Regions from separate parts of the Sus scrofa genome. Here region 1 is linked to region 2. A link is a contact called in public promoter capture Hi-C data. All regions are on one chromosome and are shown on one strand. The core of a region is the stretch at or near the end of the contact, and the rest is flanking DNA. Distances in the headings are between cores, read along the strand shown.

Region 1 (3,249 bases), core at 220-2,719, 970 kb before region 2:
GAGTCATCTTTGTACACAAAGTCAAATGGGCCCATTCAAAGCAGTCTAGCTTTTAGCTGGTTCTACATTTATTTTTTAGAGTGCTGCCCAGTACTTGACTAATTTTCAGAACTTCTGTTTCTGAACTTTAGACTCTTTCCAATGTTTTTATCTTCTGAGGGTGAATTTTTATAAACAAACAAATGTCATGAGAAGTAAATCTGGTAAACTGTGCAGCCAATGGTGTTGGGTAATACATCTGGGAAATTACACACAGGCACACAAAAACAAAACCAAACCCAGGAATACAGCCATAAATGAAAAAGAATGACTTTCTTGGGCTGTTCCAAAGCTGTCTCTGTGTAATTCCACAAGTGTTTCCAAGAGATTCAAGCAAGAGGTACTGCTCCCAAGCCATCACTTTGAAGGACAATACTTGTTCTGGCAAAACTTTTGGTTTTTTGGGGTTGAGGGGGAAATGAGATAAAGAAGACAGTCCTATTATTTTATAATTACACTAAAGAAAAATGACTGACAAATCCGAAAGATTTTTTTTTTTTTATCAAAACCGAAGACTTAAGGAAATTCTCCAAATTTCAATTTGGATGCCTCAGATCCTCTGGTACTCTGAGCTGGGGCCGTGGGTAGAAGGAAGGTGGTTAGGATTAATAAAGACAGTACCAATTACCAATAATTAAACCCTTTTATCATATATCTAATCTCATCTAATTCTCTGAGTTAAAAGAAATCAACTGATGATGGAACAGAATGGAAGCATTTTTTTTTTTCCCCAACAATCAGCCCAATGATTGCTTGCCTGAGGTACAGGGTCAGAGGCAAGATGATGAGGTTCTCCTTTGAGGTGGCGCCTCAAAAGAGGATGACAACAGCTCAGGCAAACGGAGGCCGGGTCACCGTGACCCCTCGGCGCTCAAGAAAGGGCGCCTAGGCTGCACCACCTGTACCCCATCGGAACCCCCTGGGATTTATCTGGGTGACAGAAACCGGGTGAAGCCTTGGGCTCTCAGAGACGAGGCATGGCCGGGGCCAGGTGTCGGGGTTTGCTCAGGGGCGGAGTCGGGCCTTGGGAAGAGATGACAGGATCCTCGAGGACAAGAAGTTAGAGTGTGTGCGGCCCTGGGAGCGGGCAATCAAGGGTCTGGTCCCTAACAGGGAGAGGAGCCGGCAGTCTCGGGCGAGGGGGTGCGTTCCTTAGGGTCCGGCGGCGGAGGGGTGGCTTTAGGGCCTGGAGCAGGCTTTACCAGAGCAGCCCACCCCTCCCGCCCGTTAACCTGAGAGTCTCTTTCTCCTCGGCTCGGCTCCGGTCGTTGCTGAGGACACCGCCGCCGCAGCCTCTGGGCCGCTCGACAATGCCCAGTCTCAGGGGGTCTGATCCGCAGAACTTGGACTCGACCTCATCCAAGAGCTCGTCCAGGTCCTTCGCCATCTTGAATTGTCACAGCCCTCCGCCTCTGCAGTTGCTATAGTACTGCGTGGTTTCCAGGGGCAACGCGAGGACACGCTGCGCGCGCTCGCCGTCCTCGCGCATGCGTGCGCTGTCCCAGGGCCGCCCGGGTCCCGGCGAGGCCGCAGCGCAAGAGCGCTGTCGTGGAAGGTCTAGTTGGGTTCCGGAGGCCCCGTGGCGCAGGCTTTCTGGTGGAGCTGGTGGTCGGAGCTGTTCCTTTCTGCGTAACCTGGCGCTGCCTCGCTTGTCTTTGTTCCAGGATGTCTGGAGTGTTTTGTTCCATCTCCCTCTCCTGGACTCAGGTTGTAACAACAGTCACACGACTCCCTGACTCTTTCATCTGCTCTTCTTCTGGCCCCATTGGGGGTCCCCCTCCTATCCTAAACGTTCATAAATAGTTCAAATAGTCTGTGGAGAAGCCTGCAAAAGGAAGGCCATGTTCATAGCAAAAGTGTACCTGCCCGTAGTCGGCAGGATTCGAACCTGCGCGGGGAGACCCCAATGGATTTCTAGTCCATCGCCTTAACCACTCGGCCACGACTACTGCTGGTGTTAATTTCAGCAGTGATCTATGTAGAATCTACACGCAAGTGTCTGCTGCAGTAACAGGTATGTTTGGTTCGCGAGTAAGACATAACAATGCTGTTCTGTCAGATAACAGCATGTTTGAATGTTTTGGGACTAATAATTGTAGTTTTTTGAAAGGCTCTTTGAGCGTGTCCCTTCCAACCCTTTGATTCCCCATCAGAAAAAAAACTGAATTCTAGTAAAATCGCTAAAGTTAGAGTCAGAAAACAGGACAGAGGGCGAAAAGCCTGGTACACCTGCCGGCAGAGTGATGGAACCGTTTCCAGGAGGGAACCGGGAACCTCAGTGCCCCCCAACGCCCAGCCTTCAGGTTTCCTTGCCTGGCTCCTGGCTGCTGGCTCCACCCCTCCCGCTCTCTCTTAGCCAAAGAGCTCCCAGACTGTCCCTGCCTTAAAAGCAGTACTTTGAAAAGTGTAATTCATGATACAAATGCAAGATATTGTCAGTTAATCCTACTCCTACAATATTATGCGCACTGAAACTTGAACTTTGAGTGTTTCTAATGTGGGATAATACAGAGGTTGACAACCTTGGAAACTGGCTATAGTTTGATCCGAATGAATTAATAGCCTCATTTATTTGGTTTGCTGTTTGTTCAGAATAACTTTAATGTCCCTGAAGTGGTGTGATGGAGTGAATGTGCCTGCTCACTAGAGCCCACCTCTGAAGTTTTGGGTGTTTTGGGAGCCAGTTGTTAAATGCAACCATTACTAAAATTAAATTAAAAAATAAATCAAACTATATAAACCCCACAATTAAATTAACCATATTAAAAAAAGCAATACTCAGAATTCACCACAGTCTAGTTATTTTCCTACATTTTACTATATTTTCTGCTGTTGAGATTATTTATATCTGTTGTATCTGAAATACTGTATAATGGCTTACTATTGTGAATTTCTTCTTAACTTGGCATTCAGTGATGTCAGCTTGAAATCAGCCTTTCTGGATATATTTACACCAGGGAAATTGCAGAAGCTACAAACATGGTTTTTTTTTTTTTTTTTCCTAGAGCTGGTTTTCAAACACTTACCCAGCACACCACTAATGTTACCATCATACCAACCTTGAATGTTTCCAGCAAGGCAACATACCCCTTACTTGCAGGGCTGCCCTGGTTTTTCTCCCTGCAACTTGTTTTAGCTCACAGAATCGCACTGATTTCCCACTCAGTAGCTTAAGTTTTACTTTGATTTTTGCCAACTTGTCTTGCTTGG
Region 2 (3,167 bases), core at 99-2,598:
CTAGCCCCTTACCAAGGAAGGAAAGCAAACTCTTTAATCTCAAACCCTCCTTATTACATCCCAGATTACACAGCTTTGGTAAATCTCTTTGCAAATTAAGCACCACATAACTGCACTGCTTCTAGGAAAACAACTACCAAAGAGTCAACAAACTACAAACATATTTGTAGGAGACAACTGTATTTACCAGTGATGGTAATAACGATTAATATTCACTGTGTGCCAGGCACTATTCTATCTGCTTTAACTCCCATTCGCTAGTTATTTACAACACTCTTGTCCTTGCATAAGAGGAGTAAGATTTATTCAAGATCAGAAGCAGCTAGTGATAGGGTTTAGGCCAGGTCTACCTAGTTTCCAAACGCAGCACAGAAGCAGAACGCCTTAAATAGCTGCCCAATTAATGAAGTAATGAATTCTTAAAAGTTTCCACCACCTCTGAAAAGCTCAATGTGATTTAGATAACCAACTTATCTGGCAATCTGATGTTTCCTTACTAGCTTCACAATTGCTGGGGCAGAGAGAAAACATTTTTTAAAAGTTAATTCCAATTCACACCGCCAGAGGGCAGCGATTGGCCAAAAAAGAGAAAAAAGAAAACCCTACCTTAGAACGTCCTGTTTTAAATATTCCGGTTGTTTCTGCATTCTATTCCATAATATACGTTCATCCCAATGCCTACAATAAATGAAAATTTCTCCAAATCCACAGATCAACTTGACGTTCCAGATAAGCCAAGGTCAACCTGAAACTTCACTATAACCCTTGCTCAGCTGCCTCTAACTCCCAGTCTGAGAAGAGCGAAAGGTGGAACAGGTTTCCAGCCCTATTTCCTCCGGTCACTTTGCCTCAGTTATCTCACCAGCCTAAAAGGAAAACTAACCACCGTCCCCCTCGCGCCGGCGGGAGAACTGATCGAGCGAACGCACATGACAGCGCTTGGCTCACAATAAGTACTCAGTTCATTTGGGTTCAAGGTCAGCCACTGATTATCTCCTGGTGCCCTTGAACTCTTTTAAGGCCGAGGGGAAGGGCTGCCGAGCACGAGAAGCCTGAACACCAGGGCTGTGGCAGCCACCGCGGGTACCTTCACCACAGCAGGTCCTATCCCAACCCTCTGGGCGAGCCCGGCCTAGCGACAGCAAGGGGGTAGGACCCAAGCGTCTTTCAGGCGGGCCGCCGCCGCCTTCCCTTATGCCGCAAACCTAGCCACTTAGAGCAAAGGAAGACGAGCAAGTTGCTGCGAAAATAGGTTAAGCGCTGCGACGTCAGCCAGGCAAGATGCCACTCACTTACCAGCAGGCCTGCTCGCCATTTTGACCCGAGACAGAAGCGTTGCCTGATGGGTAAGTCCTAAAGGACGCGCAGGGTCCAGTGCGCAGGCGCGCTACGTCACGTCGCGAGGAGAGGGAGGACGCTCGCGCAGGCGCAGTTTTGGCGGCCGGTGTTTGGTTCCTGCCCTGCACACCTCTCCAGCCCCCTGGGTTTTATCCATCCAGCGGGTCTGGAACTGGTCCCGGTTCCAAGAGGCGGTACTTGTGACCTGATGGGGGAAACACTAGGCAGGGAATTAGGACACCAGGGCTTTAGCTTGGGTTGTGTTACTGACGAGCTCTGAGAGTTGAGGCAGTATGAATTGCGCCCTTTCTGCCAAGCACCATGCTAAGCAGTTTCTGGACGTATTTTCATTTAATTCTAAATCTGTAAGATAAATACTACTGTGATCGTACCTATTGTAGGGAAGAGGAAACAGGCTCAGAAAGCTTTCATAAATTGTCCAAGGGCACACAAGGTAGGGAGAATCCAGATTCATCTTCCAGAATCTGAGACTGGATAAAACTGTGGCACTCCTTAATTGTAGGGCCATGTGCTACCCCACTAATCCAGGAGACACCTTCTCTGACCTTCAGTTTCTCCAGGTGAAGTTGTACATCAAGACTTTTTAGTGGAAATCTAGTTAAGAGAATTTGAGTGCCTTGTGATTTTTTTGTTTGTTTTTATGGCTACACCTGCGGCATATGGAAGTTCCCTGGGCCAGAGTTCTAACTGGAGCTTCAGCCAAGGCCTAGGCCACAATGGATCCGAACTGGATCTGCAATTTAGGCTGTACCTTTTGGGCAACACCAGATCCTTAACCCACTGAAGGAGGACGGAATCCTCACAGAGACAACGTTGGGTCCTTAACTCCATGAGCCACAAAGGCAACTCCTTGAATGCAATTTTAAGGTAAAATAACTACTTTCACTGTCTCAATTCCAACATGTTTCATCTGAGGTATAAAAACCCAGGGGCAGCAGTGTCACAAACTGTTAAGGGAGAAGAATTTTACTAAAGGATGCAAAGCAAAATAAATGATTAATTAGTGGGTGAGGCAGAGAGGGGACTATCCAAGTAACTTTTCCCTGCAAAAGAAGATATGCTCCACAGTGACAGCTCTCCACATATAAGCAAGTTCTCTTGCTGAACACAGTCATGAGAAGAGTCAAAGGTTAAATCCCTCTCATCATGCTATGTTTTAAAAAGAAATTTGTATTTGGGAGTTCCCATTGTGGTGCAGCAGTAACAAACCCGTCAAGTATCCATGAGGACGTGGCTTCTATCCCTGGCTTCCCTGTGGATTAAGGATCTGGTGTTGCTGTGGCTGTGGTGTAGGCCAGCAGCTATAGCTCTGATTCGACCCCTAGACTGGGAACCTCCATGTGTCTTGGATGCAGCCCTGACAATACAACAAACAACAACAACAAAATACTTGTGGTTTTAGGACTGTTCATTACAGCAACACAGATAGCCCATTCTGAGAGGGTTGTTAATAAAGGCAAAATGAGGTTCTGAGCCAAAGAAAGGCTAGGCAGGATGGCTCCATGCTTTGCCTCCTAGCTCATCCTTCTTCCTTGTTTCCTGTTATGTGATCTCATCCATTAGAGAACTCCATGAAGACACATATCCCTGCCACCCTAGGTACTGTATTTTAGGAACGCAAATGTCTGCTGGGCAAGTGAATAAAATTCCTCTAACAGGAAGGCCCTGACCCATTATAAATTTAGTTTCTCACAAGGTTTCAGGATACCCAACAGCACAAAGCCCTGATACACAATAAACTACTCCCAAAGTTAGTGGTTTAAAACACTTTCTGAATTCCCAATTCTGAATTCGGCTGGGAAATTCTG

What was found. Promoter capture Hi-C pulls out the DNA fragments that hold promoters and counts their contacts.
Region 1: a promoter capture Hi-C map of liver shows a contact between it and region 2, with 5 times the contacts expected there. The contact joins the promoter of C4H8orf37 here to the promoter of UQCRB in region 2. A contact is called at or near these places in 1 of 5 promoter capture datasets (liver) and 1 of 2 datasets of contacts at active chromatin or transcription factors (alveolar macrophages).

The regions. Positions count from the first base shown.
Region 1 is chr4:41,371,945-41,375,193 of Sscrofa11.1, reverse strand. It overlaps C4H8orf37 (protein C8orf37 homolog), which reads right to left and starts at 1,469. Exons shown (of 6, transcript XM_001924281.4): 1 at 1,272-1,469. The coding sequence starts at 1,426. It overlaps TRNAS-AGA (a tRNA gene), which reads right to left and starts at 1,988; the gene lies at 1,907-1,988.
Region 2 is chr4:40,401,485-40,404,651 of Sscrofa11.1, reverse strand. UQCRB (ubiquinol-cytochrome c reductase binding protein) reads right to left here and starts at 1,348. Exons shown (of 4, transcript NM_001185172.1): 1 at 1,297-1,348. The coding sequence starts at 1,315.